Regions from separate parts of the Mus musculus genome. Here regions 2 and 3 are each linked to region 1. The links are chromatin contacts, called in public Hi-C and promoter capture Hi-C maps. All regions are on one chromosome and are shown on one strand. Each heading gives the region's core, a stretch centred on a gene start, on an enhancer-like site or on the middle of the called end of the contact. The rest is flanking DNA. Distances are from core to core; before and after follow the strand shown.

What was found. A called contact is a pair of places that touch in the nucleus more often than the background predicts. Capture Hi-C pulls out chosen DNA fragments and counts their contacts.
Region 2: a contact with region 1 is called in a Hi-C map of CD8 T cells, with 2.7 times the contacts expected there. The contact joins the enhancer-like site here to the promoter of 9530077C05Rik in region 1. A contact is called at or near these places in 4 of 484 Hi-C or Micro-C datasets (CD8 T cells, forebrain, nephron progenitors and 1 more), 1 of 115 datasets of contacts at active chromatin or transcription factors (embryonic stem cells) and 3 of 9 other capture datasets (adipose tissue, liver and pancreatic islet).
Region 3: a contact with region 1 is called in a promoter capture Hi-C map of liver. The contact joins the promoter of Zfp810 here to the promoter of 9530077C05Rik in region 1. A contact is called at or near these places in 1 of 39 promoter capture datasets (neural stem cells), 12 of 484 Hi-C or Micro-C datasets (CD4 T cells, CD8 T cells, cerebral cortex and 5 more), 7 of 115 datasets of contacts at active chromatin or transcription factors (the SCID.adh cell line, bone marrow-derived macrophages, embryonic stem cells and 2 more) and 4 of 9 other capture datasets (adipose tissue, embryonic stem cells, liver and 1 more).

The regions. Positions count from the first base shown.
Region 1 is chr9:22,409,503-22,413,633 of GRCm38.p6, reverse strand. It overlaps 9530077C05Rik (RIKEN cDNA 9530077C05 gene), which reads right to left and starts at 2,087. Exons shown (of 7, transcript NM_026739.3): 1 at 1,885-2,087. The coding sequence starts at 1,909.
Region 2 is chr9:22,344,700-22,349,052 of GRCm38.p6, reverse strand. All of the region lies in intron 20 of Anln (anillin, actin binding protein), which reads left to right. Among named protein-coding and RNA genes, the nearest start is that of Zfp810, 39 kb to the right of the region's middle. Within about 2 kb of position 2,377, at least 12 of the 459 cell types and tissues checked have an H3K27ac peak or open chromatin away from gene starts, as enhancers often do. A contact at or near this core is called in CD8 T cells, where this site is marked.
Region 3 is chr9:22,305,166-22,309,851 of GRCm38.p6, reverse strand. Zfp810 (zinc finger protein 810) reads left to right here and starts at 2,214. Exons shown (of 8, transcript NM_145612.2): 1 at 2,214-2,303; 2 at 4,250-4,340.

The DNA.
Region 1 (4,131 bases), core at 838-3,337:
ATAAATTAACAATACTAATACTAATAATCGCTTTGTAACAATGGTGAATGTTTAAAAATACCAGAAACAAGTTTCCCTAATGCTAGTGTTTCACTGCCAAGTTACCTACATCAGAAAATGCACGACCACGAAGGTCTGCCACTTGTAGTCCATTAAATTCTGGTGAAAGAACTGATTTAACAAGAGTAGGTGTTCAGTTTAAAAAGAATCCATCTGCAAACCCCTGGCTCTATAGGAATACAGTCTGTACTGCAGACTCTCAACATATCTGTTTCCTAATACTATATTTTAATCATATGCCATACTAATATTTTAATCATTCTCTCACCACAATGACTTTCAGTTTGGGGGAAAATAATTTTAATTGGTGTAGTTTCTAAACCCAGTGACTCACGTGGCAACAGAATCTATTGTCTTGCAGGCAATGATTTTAACTGGATGATAGGGAGAGTATTTTGCCACCCACAGGGCATTTTTGGTTGTCACAATTCTCTGTGTGTTAAAACAGTCGCTCACAATAAAGAATTAACTCCTTCAATATTAAACTGCTGTGGCTGAGAGGCCTTGTTCTATATCATAAAACGGACCGGAAGTTTTCATTACCTTTGTTAGTGTACATAAGAATGCATTTCTTTCTGGCATCTCCTGTTCGATCCTGGTCTCTAGTAAGCAAGTATCCCATCAGCCCGACTACGCAGCTGCATGCACACGGACCACTGAGTCATCCTCATATTTGCCACTCTTCTGCCAGGCTTGATGTTTTAAAGCAACGTTTTGACATTGTATTGTTTTGGGAGTTTTGTTTGTTTGTTTTTAGAGACAGGGTATCAGTGGCTGGTCTGGAACTTCTGTAGACCAGGCTGACTAAGCTCACCTGCGTCTGCCTCTGATAATGTGTTTTAAGGTGAAAGAGTTATATCTACATCAAATCACAATTTTAAAAAGCCTAATGCCAATTTAAGTGGCCTCTAAGATCTTGGCTTTTATAACTGCATGTCTCCTGTCAACATAACAGTGGAATAGTCTGTAGGTTATCGCAATCGCACAACAGTAGGTTCTGTGTTTTATAACACTGAACAGCAAACAGTGTAAAAAAATTAAGATGAGAAAGTAGTTTCACTTAAAAATAATTTAGTTTTTCAGTTTAAAAAGTTCTGCAATAACATATAATGAAAGGAGTTTCAAAGTACCATAATGAAACCTCTTACTTTGTATGCTAACTTAAAGAATGGTTTTAGCTATTGATGTCCATATCTTAGCACTGGGGAGACTGAGGCAGGAGGGTCAGGGGTTCAAAACAACTAATTTGGAAAATTGGTCTACTGGGTACTGCAATAGCCTGAAGCTAAAAGTTCTAGGCTTATTTTTGACTCTACTGTGGGAATTAGCTATTTCCCTTTATTCCGTTGTTTTGGTATCTGTCCTGCAGAAATGTTTTCATGCAGAATCAAATGCTAGGAAAATGACTCTGGAACTGTTTAATATTATTAAAGATTTAAATAGGGCTAATATGCATATCTATTCAAAAATGAAAGACAAACTTTCCAACCTTGGATCTAAACACCTGCTCTTATTAATAACATCAATTCAAAATGTTTGCTAATAAATGCAAACAAAAATACACAACATACACTGAAATGTAGAGATGTGTTTTCACAGCTGATTTTTTTTTTTTCTGAACATTCTAGAAAATATAACACCTTACTACACACCTAAAATGCTCTGGAATCGTATTGGACTCTACACTCTCTAGATTGCACAGCTCTTGCCCCTCACCTCTGCTGGGCTAGGGCTGTGCGACTGCACCTGGTCTTCCGAGTCCCAGACCCAACGGTCTCCACCCGCTGCAGCCGCGCCACTTGGGCCAGCAGTGCCTACACTCACCCGTTACGCGAATAGACTCCAGCATCGTCCCGCCAAGGCCAAGGCCAAGGCCGGCGGGCCGCACCGACGAAAACTCCCGTAAGGCAGCTCGAGACCAGATGGGGCAGGACTGGCAGCGCAAGGTGGAGGACCACGTCTTACCCAGAGGCTGGAAAGCGCTCTGGCGGTTCCACCTAGTCTCAGAGCTAAGAACCCGCCACGGTGACGTCGCTGCAACCCCGTTGCTAGGAGACGATCCTGCCTTCTTCCCGCACTCCACGCCACCAAACATGCTCGCCGCTGGAGGCGCTCCTGCGACTGACACCCTGCTCGTAGGGAGAGAAGGGAAGCGAACTACAACTCCCAGCGTGCACAACGCGGACCCGTGCAAGGAGCTGGTCCGCAGAGGCTGGGGTGTTTGTGTGGGGAGGTCGGGATCTGTATGAGGCTCAAAGGGCTTCATTTCATGATGGTAGAGGGAAATAGAAATGGTGTAATAATTCTGAGTTTTAGTTGACCAGAGCAAATTCAGACCCCTGACCTTCCAGCTAATTTACATGGTATGAAATAAATAGGGCGATTTTAGAAGAAAAAAATGGCCAGGTATGGTGGCACACTCCTGTTATCCAAACACTTGAGATGTGCAGCAAAGATGATCAGGGGTTCAAGACCATCATTGCTATATAGTGAATTTTGAGACCATCTTGACTATACAAGAATGTCTAAAAAAAAAAAAAGAATAAAATAAATAAATGCAATATTTAATTTAAAAAGGAGATCTGGAGAAATGGCTCAGCAGTTAAGAACACTGACTACTTTACAGAGGACTTGGGTTTGTTTCCTCATGGCAGCTCACAACTACATGTAACTCCACTTCGAGAGCACCCCATCCCTCTGGCTCTCCCCAGGCCCATACTCGCAAACACTCATGAAATACACACAATTTTTTTTAAACTGAATTGAAAAAGGAAACAGACTGTGGGTGTAGCTCAGATGGTGAAGGGCTCTCTTTAGCATTCAGAGACCCCTGAATTTAATCCCCAGTACTATACAAACCTGGCCTGGTGGTACACATCTCTAATTCCAGCATTCAGGAGGTAGAAGCAGGAGGATCAAGATGTTCCAATTCCTCTATAAGCTTGAAGCCACCCTATATTATATCTATATTATATTATGTATATATCTGAGGTTGCATAAAGGGGTTTTGAGAGGGAGAAGTTGATAGTGAATAATTAAATCATAAATTTACTTTAAATCTATTATTTGTATATATAGAATTTTACCATTTTAGAATATGAAAGCTAATTTCACACTGAGATGGATGTGCTTGTTTATTTTTACATAAATAATCTCAGCTGAATATTTAATAATGCAGGGCACAGAGTATCTTCAACACAGTTCTGTGCGTGTGTGTGTGTGTGTGTGTGTGTGTGTGTGTGTAAGCACTTGTATGCCTTGATTTATGTGTGGAGGTCAGAGGACAACTTGCAGGAGTCAGTTCTCTCCTTCCACCAAATGGGTTCTGGGAATGGAACTCAGGTCGTCAGCTTGGTGGTAGGTGCCTTTACTGCTGAGCCATCTCACCAGCCTGCATCTTCCACATTTTTCAGAGGTGATTTTTCTCTTTCACTTTTATAGTTGTCAATGCTGAGAGTACCATTTTACATAAGCTCACAGGATAAACTCACAGAAGTATGCTTAGTGATTTTCAGAATGTTGGAAATTCTGTCCTAATCCCAAGACAAGGTTCATTTCAATCAAGAAAGAAAACTGGAATCAGCACATCCTTTGGCAGGGACACAAGCTTCATGTAGGCTGACCTAGTACTCACTACACAGCTGAGGAGAACTTTGAACTCCTGACCCTCCTCTCTCCTCAGCCACTTAAGTGCTGGGATTACAGGAGTATACAACCTCACACAGCTTTTAAAAAATTGTTCTTAAAGATTATTTTAAAAATTTAATGTGGTCTTTAAAAAATTATTTGTGGGTAGAGTGTTTCCTTTCATGTGTTCCATGTGTGTGCCTAGTGCCCATAGAGGCCAGAAGAGGGCGTCAGAGTCCTCAAAACTGGGATTATGGATAGCTGTGAGGCACTGCGTGGGCGCTGCAAAATGAACCCAGGTCCTCTGCAAGAGCAGCAAGTGCCTTTAACTACTGAGCCAGCCCTCAGCCCTTCAAATGCCAACGTTTAAAGCAAAACATTCTAAACCAGTACACTCATAAGATATATTAGGTACTTACGTGCCGGGGAGTGGCGGTGGAAAAA
Region 2 (4,353 bases), core at 1,128-3,627, 65 kb after region 1:
TGTGTTTGTTTCACTAAACACTCTTGTGTATTTTTGGTATACTTGAATAATTAACAAAATATATGTTATATATGAGACAAAAAAGTTATTCTTTGGGCTCTTGGGTATGGCATCTTTTTCTCTACTTTCAAAATTCTTCAAAAGGTTTTTTTTTTAATTTCTTGATAATTTTCATTGCTTTGGAATTTTCTCTATAGTTTCTTCTATTTTACGATTTTTCTTTTTTTAAAGATGGTTTCATTTATTCTTGGCTGTCTTCAAACTTTACTATGTAACCAAAGGTGACCTTCAACTTGGGATTCTCTTTACCTTCCAAGCTCTCTGATCACAGCCATTGGTCTTCGTGGCTGGATTATGGATGGGGTCAGATTCAGGGTTTCATGCGTGGTAGACAAGGACTCTACCGACTGAGCTGCATCCCCAGACCACCTTTTACAATTTTTAAAAATCTATATTCGCTTCCTTCCTTCCTTCCTTCCTTTCTTTCTTTCTTTCTTTCTTTCTTTCTTTCTTTCTTTCGAGTACATGGATGCTCTCCTCAGGCACACCAGAAGAGGGCATCAGATCTCATTACAGATGGTTGTGAGCCACCATGTAGGTGCAGGGAATTGAACTCAGGTCCTCTGGAAGAGCAGTCAGTGCTCTTAACCACTGAGCCATCTCTCCACCCCTCATATTTATTTATTTATTTATTTATTTTTCATATTTATTTTTATCAGTACTAATTAGAATAGGAAATTAATAACTATGTTTAAGATTAAAAGTGTTCCATATTTGACTTCTGATATACTAAAAGCTATTGGTATGATGTTTTAAGATTGTTCTTATAGAAGCCGGGCGGTGGTGGCGCACGCCTTTAATCCCAGCACTTGGGAGGCAGAGGTAAGCCGATCTCTGAGTTCGAGGGCAGCCTGGTCTACAGAGTGAGTTCCAGGACAGCCAGGGCTACACAGAGAAACCCTGTTTCGAAAAAAACAAAAGAAAAAAAAAAAAAAACAAAGCAAGACAAAAAAAAGATTGTTCTTGTGGCTATGAGTATTTTGGCTGCATGTATGTATATGCACCATGTATGTACCTGGTTCCTGCAGAAGCCAAAAGGGGGGAGTTAGATGCCCTAGAACCACAAGTAGGAGATTTCCATGTTAAATGAGCTGATACCTAAATTAAAAGCTGAATCCCGGAGCCTAAATCATGAATCCCAGCCAGTTGCAGACTTTACTACGCTCTTTATGCCAGTGCGACATCCAGCTTTATACTTTAGTGGGAAGAGCTCAACTGGCTTGAAAGAACCACTGAGGTGTGTGGAGAGGTTTTCTTTAGGAAACGGTAATGTCACTTAATATTTTTTAGAGAAAACAGTAATGAAATAAAACAAGTATAGACTTAGAGGGCTTTGACGTTGGAGCCAGAGTGACTGGGCACTCTTTCTCCTTAGACAGTTCTTACTGTGTAGCTCTGGCTGCCTGGGTATTCTTGGTCGACACTGTTTGCCTTGAGCTTGTCTTGAACTCATAGTGATCCTCCTGCCTCTGCCTCCCAAGTGCTGGAATCTAAGCCATATGCCAAGCAAGACATCTGACCAATCAGGCATTCTTATCTGTAAAGAAATTCAATTTATGCCTTTTTGTCCGTGTAATTATTTCTGCCTTTTTATGCTAACCTGTGCCAGGGTGTGGTGACTTGCATTGTTCATTCATCCTGGATATCTCTTAATAGTAATCAATGAAGTGTAGATGGCCTTAGAAAGACTCGGGCAGAACAGATTAGGGCAGGAGCCTTTTATTCTGTGTGTTAGTAAGGAAGATTTGACATGTTTTGAATTTGGTTTCTTGTTTTTGTTTTTCATAACAGGGATTTTGTGTGTAGCCCTGACTGCCCTGGACTCACCCTGTAGACTAGGCTGGCCTCCAACTCACAGAGATCTACATGCCTCTGCCTCCTGAGTGCTGGGATTAAAGGCAGATGCCACCACTGCCTGGCCCTTTCTTAATTTTTGAAATCTTATATAAATAAGTATTTCCATACTAGTCACCATGCTTTAATTTGCAAGAAAATATCAACTCCTAAACTTAATTGGTAGGAACAATATAGTTTCAGTTTTATGGTTTTTTTTTTTTTGGTTTTTTGGTTTTTTGGTTTGTTTTTTTTTTTTTTTTTCTGAGATAGAGAGTGTGTGTTGTGTATGGGGTCTTGAGATTCAAACTGAGGGACTCCTGCATGGTCAGGTGCCCCTCACTGATTTTGTCAGCTTTTGCAGCATATATTAAACTTCCTGGCAAACTGTTCCATTTATCTCTGATCTCTATTGTTATAGACTTGACTTTCTTTTTTGAGGTCTCTTGTGTGTTCTAAGCTGACCACAAATGTGTTGCGATCTTCTGTCTCGGCCTCCTGGGTTGTTTGGGTTCAGTTTTTGTTTCAGGTACCTTGAGACTGAGCTGGGCCCTCTGGTCTCCAGCCCGTTTGCAGCTAACATTTGCTCATGAGATCCTGGTAGGGAAGCCTGGTGGGCAGGATGCCACTTACCTGACAGGCAGGACAGCCCCCTGCACCTTGCACAGGGGAAAAGCGGTGCCTGGCAGAGGCTGAGGTCTTCCTGGAGCTTAGTACTAGACACGTACTGCTTTCCAAGTGCTTGGCTGTCTTCACATTATCTTAGTCCAGACATAGGAAACATTTGTTTGATGTCTTTTCTTTTTTTTTTTGAGATTTATTTATTTATGTTATGTATGTGAGTACACTGTAACTCTCTCCAGACACACCAGAGAGGGCATCGGATTCCATTACAGATGGTTGTGAGCCACCATGTGGTTTGTAGATTGAATTCCGGACCTCTGGAAGAGCAGTCAGTGCTCTTAACCGCTGAGCCATTGCTACAGCCCCATCTTTTTTCTTTAACTTTGAAATTATAATTATGTAATTTCCCCCTCTCCTTTCTCCCTTCAAACTCTTCCAAACGCCCATTCTTTTTTTTTTTTTGTTTTGTTTTGTTTTGTTTTTGGGAGACAGGGTTTCTCTGTATAGCCCTGGCTGTCCTGGAACTCACTTTGTAGACCAGGCTGGCCTCGAACTCAGAAATCCACCTGCCTCTGCCTCCCTAGTGCTGGGATTAAAGGCGTGCGCCACCACGCCCGGCCCAAACGCCCATTCTTGCCCTCTTTCAAATTCATGGCCTCTGACATTAATGGCAGCTTCTGACATTCCTAGGAGACACATGTTAGCCATGCTCTCTGATCTCTGACTCTCAGTCCTCCTGCTCCCTCTTCCTCAGAGTAGTCTGAACTGTAGGCCAGGGAGTTGGGTTATAGAGGAACCTCCTGGGACAGGACTCCACAGCTCTGTTTTGGTTGGTTGTAGTCTGCCATAATGGTCTCTGTCTGCTGCAAACAGAAGTTAAGTTTGTTTTGTTTTGTTTGTTTTTGTTAAGTTTACCCAATTTTTTTGTTGTTGTTTTTTGTTTTTAAAGAAATGAGGCCTTTTGTAAGTTTTTAAAAAGATTTATTTGTTTATTTATTTATTTAATGTAAATACACTGTGGTTGTTTTCAGACACCCCAGACGAGGGCATCCAATCTCGATCTCATTACGGATGGCTGTGAGCCACCAGGTGGGTGCTGGGATTTGAACTCAGGGTCTTTGGAAGAGCAGTTGGTGCTCTTAACCACTGAGCCATCTCTCCAGCCCCTTTTGTAAGTTTTTAATCTCTAAATTAGAAATAGAATCCTAGGCACTTAATTGTACAAATCTTTCAAACTTGGTGAAATAAAGTTAGTAGACAGAATCTGGTAATAGTTTTTTGGGGATGTATCTGTCCCTGATTATTATATCAGCCATGGTTGAGAGCAGTCACTACCTTGTGAGTAATGGGACACAGTTTGCATAGAGGCAAACGCACCCCTTCTTCACAGAGGTTAAACAGAGCCTCTAGGTTGAGCTCAGCACTGCTGCGCTGGTACCTCTAGTCCTGTTTCTGTCTTCTGTCAGGCTGACTGACTCCTGGACTCCAGAGTTTTAGAAATCTGCCCCAAGTAAATAAAATGGCACAAGAACTGAGCTCTGTGTTAGGTGTGTTTCAGGCAGTCTTTAAAATGAGTATATGACCTAGAGGGTGGTTATTGTCACATCCCTGTTCTCCTGGGATAAAAATATAGTGTTGAAGGGAAGTATTGTTAGTGCCATGTAGGTCCATAAAGCCTTACCTTTCCTTTATTCAAGGACAGTTAGGAACAGGAATTTACCAAGGGAAATATAGGGTTATTTAAAGCTTTGCCTATCTGGAGAAGATAGCCTCTGTGTGTGTGTGTGTGTGTGTGTGTGTGTGTGTGTGTGTGTGTGTATGTGTGTGTGTGTGTAG
Region 3 (4,686 bases), core at 965-3,464, 100 kb after region 1:
ATTGTTCTCAGGATTTTAATCTAACTTTTGTGGTCAGCCAGGTCTTGGAACAGGGTCAATGAACCAGTTGGTGTAAGCATCTGTTCTGTGGTTAGTCAAGTTCCTGGAACAGAGTCATTGAACTGGCTAACTTACATTCTTGGCTCTACTCTGTTTGCTAGGGGGTCAGGATTTTTTCCTGGTCTTTCAATTACAGCATCTCAGTTCTGTGTGGTAGAAAACAATACTGCATAGATTAAAAAAAAAAAACCAACAACAAAACTTAAAACAAATTCAGGGCACACCCCTGCGTTTGCCTATATTGCTTCAAGGCAAAATCCCATCCCCAATAAACATCATCTGTAGTAATGCCATTTGCATTCATAAAAACAAGTTTCAAATCCAATTTTGTCAGTGTTGGAAAGCATACAATGTCTACAAATAGTCAGGAATGGAAGCAATCTGTATCCATGTGGGATTAATTCATATGTTTCAATTTTTCCCACCATGAGAAATGAAAACATATCATGGCTTTTTGAATGGTTGTTTTTATAATCCATTTCATTACTTTTGATTTCTTTATGTGAATATTACAACATTTTTATTTAGATTTCTGAGGACATATCTAATATGAAAGCTGGGGACAGGCCATCAGGGGAAGGAGGAGAACCTCACTTTAAGACATTTTATAATTTGTCCCCCACTTTATTTGTATCAGACACTGGGGTTTTAGGGGATTGCTGCCCATTTCAAAGCACAGCCTTTCGCCTCAAAAGAGCAAAGTTGGAAAGAATGTGCATGGAATTTATAAAGCTGGTCGAATACTTCCCATTTGTGTAAGATATACCTAAAAATAACTCATAAGATGATATAACCAAGGGATCAGGAACTAGACACATCTCTGACAGGCAGACAGACAGAAAAGGGGACCTTAAAGAACAAAAATGGCAAATTTCTGGCTTTTTCCTCACCCCATCCCCCACTCCCCCCACCTCTACTCTGGCTGCAATGACCCATTTCTGGATGCTCAAGGCCAGACAGGGATTTGTTTACCTATAGCTATGGGCCTATCAGATACTCTTCTTTGTAACTGACCAATCCTAAACTAGGGAAAGGGGGACTCATGGTTAGCCTCCAAAATATTTCAAAACCCAAGGGGAAAAAGTGTTGTCCTTTTTCTGCTTCGGTCTGGATGTGCCTGGCTATGTTTGTGTGCTTTGTTTGTTTGTTTTTTAGAGACAGGATCTCTCTGTGTATCCCTGGTTCTTGGAACACTCTATAGGCCAAGCTGGCCTCGAACTGAGAAATCTGCCTGCCTCTGCCTCCTGAGTGATAGGATTAAAGACATGCGCCGCCACCACCCGGCGGTGCTTTTTAACTTTTATTAAAATTTGATACCTGTTGCTGCTACCTACTGTGTCTGAGGTTTTTATTTATTTATTTATTTATTTATTTTTTTTTTTTTAAAAGATTTATTTATTATATGTAAGTACACTGTAGCTGTCTTCAGACACTCCAGAAGAGGGAGTCAGATCTCGTTACGGATGGTTGTGAGCCACCATGTGGTTGCTGGGATTTGAACTCTGGACCTTCGGAAGAGCAGTCGGGTGCTCTTACCCACTGAGCCATCTCACCAGCCCTATTTTTTATTTTTTGTTTGTTGGTTTGGTTTGGTTTTTTGAGACAGGGTTTCTCTGTGTAGCCCTGGCTGTCCTGGAACTCACTCTGTAGACCAGGCTGGCCTCGAACTCAGAAATCCACCTGCCTCTGCCTCCCAAGTGCTGGGATTAAAGGCGTGCGCCACCACTGTCGGGCCAGATTATTTTCCTGTTGCTACCTGCGGTGCTGGTCCTGTCTCACTTCTTTAATTGGCAAAGGAGATTGAACTCGATCCAGACCCTAGGACGATATCTCCGCCCTTTGTACAAGGCTAAATGCAAGCGTTCAGGTGGCGGTGGGCTCTTGCACAGGATGCCATACCTCAGGATACCTGCGGAGCGAGAAGTTGTCATTTTTAAACGGTGGGAATAAAGTTGGCTTGCTTTATGCACTCATGGATTGGTGCCAGCTTCTGTCAGTCAGGTCTGAGCCGGATGAGAACTGAAACCCTGTCCAATCGAAGGCGCCGGGGTGAGAAACGCGCAATCGGGCGCATAGACAAAGGGAAGGGGGCGGGCTTTGGCGGTCCGGCCTTTGTCTCTGACGTGACAGCATACCACCATCTTGGGATCTGGAGCCGGTGTCCCAGGTTCGGGGGACTCTGTCGGTACCGGCACGGGTCTGCGCCGCGCAGCGAGGACGCGGGGTGTCTCGACTCCGCCATGGTGAGCGCGGCGTCCCCGCGGAGCCGGCGGCTGCAGAGTCCGAAGCCCGAGCCCTCCGCACCCCAGCTGTGGGGTGGGGGCTGGGCCCCCCGAGTGTCCTGTCGCGTCCCTGGTCCTCGCGTGGGGACTCGAGTCCCGCCGCTGTGCTCTCCCTGGCTGGGATACTGGAGCGCAGGTCACGGTCCTTGGACCGAAGTCCCCCGCGGGGTTTGGGGCTTGCGGCACATTCTTGCAACCAGCTGTTCTGAAAGGACTTGTGTCAGCTGGACAGTGCCAGCAACCGACCCCCCAGGTTACCTGGCCCCAGTGAAGGGTTGCCCCAGGATTTTCCTGGCCCCGCGACTCTGCACGACCCAGCCCCATCACCTTCAGCCCTGTATGCCCCTTGCTCTGTGGCTTGTTTCTGAATTTCAGGATCGCACTGAAGGGTGTTCTTAACTGTACTGATTTTAGTATTTAGTTTTTAACTGTACTGATTTTAGACGCTAGTCCCTTGATTTCTCACCTTTTCCCCTCAGGGCATGTATTTTCTTGGGTCCCGTTCTCTAGGGCATGGGTTGGAATCTGAGTACCTACCTATTCTCTGAATACCTTACGTTCTCTGTGATGGAGCCTAGGAAATGCATACTAGGGAAGTGGCTCTGTCGCCAGCCCAGCCCCCACAGAACAGGAATGTCAATGCCTTGGGCTGAGAATCTAGGTGTCCAGGTTTCTTCCCAGAGGCAAAAAAAGAATTGAAGACCTAGGGACCGAGAAAGTAGAGAAAGGTAAACCCCTCACCTCTGCAGAGGTGACAACAAGCATCTCTTGAAGCAGAAAGCCGCCTGGCAGGCGGAGGGGAGGGATGGATCTCCCTGAGCACATGAACCAGCACTCTGCTTCCCTGGCCGTCTTTCTTTCCCCACCTCTGTTTGCATTTCTCTGTTGGCTGTTCTATGAAGCCTAGAGCCAATAGCTCTCCTTGCTGCGACTCTCAACCCTAAGTAGAGATGGGATAGAGGCTCTCTGGACACTTTACTGAATGGTAAGTTGAGGCCAGGGAATGGTTCTAAGTATGAATGACTTCCTCAGTGCCTGTCACTGGTCAGCCAGGGTAGTCATAGAACTCAGAAGTTGGTGTCTACTAGACTCAAGGAGACTCCCAAAGGGATGGGAGAGACAGTGTTTGCCAATACCCCTATAGTCTCAGAGGATGAATGAAGAACTGAGGAGTCTGTAGGAGGGATGTAGGCCTGAGAAAGGGTGTGATGGAGGAAGGCAGGGTGTGATGGAGGAAATAAGGGCCTGAGGGAGGAGGTGAGGGCCTGAGGGTGGAAACCAGGACCTGAGAGAGGAGGTGACAATCTGAGGGAGGAGGCCAGAGCCTGAGGGAGGAGGCCAGGGCCTGAGGGAGGAAGTAAGGGTCTGAGGGAGAGGATGCCTCAATCTGAGAAAGAGTTGATGGAAAGGGATTTGAGGATGGGACAACTGAAAAGAGATCTGATCCTGAAGATCAGCTCTGAGGGAGGACTCAGGTTTGAGGAGATGTGAAGAGTGAAGGCAAAGACAGACCGGATAGAAAGGAGAAACCTTAAGGCAAATGGGAAGAGAAAGGAAGCCCCCCCCCCCCCTCTGCAGGACCCCTTCCTCTGGAGTCTGACGAAGTCTTGTCAGCTGAAGCTCAACTAGAATAAAGCTGTAAAGTTGCCAATGCAGTCTTACTTCTGTATTACAACACCTCCATTAAAAATCAGGTAACCAGCCGGGCGTGGTGGCGCACGCCTTTAATCCCAGCACTTGGGAGGCAGAGGCAGGCGGATTTCTGAGTTCGAGGCCAGCCTGGTCTACAGAGTGAGTTCCAGGACAGCCAGGACTGCACAGAGAAACCCTGTCTCAAAAAAAAAAAAAAAAAAAAAAAAAAAAAAAAAAAAAAAAAAAAAAATCAGGTAACCTTGATTGTTTTGCAGATGTAGACTCGAGTTTTCCTGGGAAATCCTCATGACATACTACTTCCAGAAGGCCCAAGGGAGGAACTCTATTCCCTGGAAGCTGGAAATGGTGAGTTTGTGGTCTGGCTCCCACATCCAGGGGAGGGAAATCTATAGCCTGCATACTTGGGCTAGTCTAGGTCCCTGCTGTCTGTGCAATGTGATTATGGGGTGCACTCCCCCCATCATCTCCTGAGAGGTTTGCAGAGCATTCAGTGAGTGGTTACCTGATCATGTCATGCCGTCTCTGTAGTGAGAAGGAACATAGAGCTTAGCTGGCTACCTCACTGCAGCCAGGAACTCTGTGTTTGTGGGGTGCGTATGTGTGAAAACTGGTTACCTCACTGCAGCCAGCAAGCAGGAAGGGGTGGGGTGGTGAGGACACTCCAGTAGCCCTTCTAGGACATGTCCCTGAT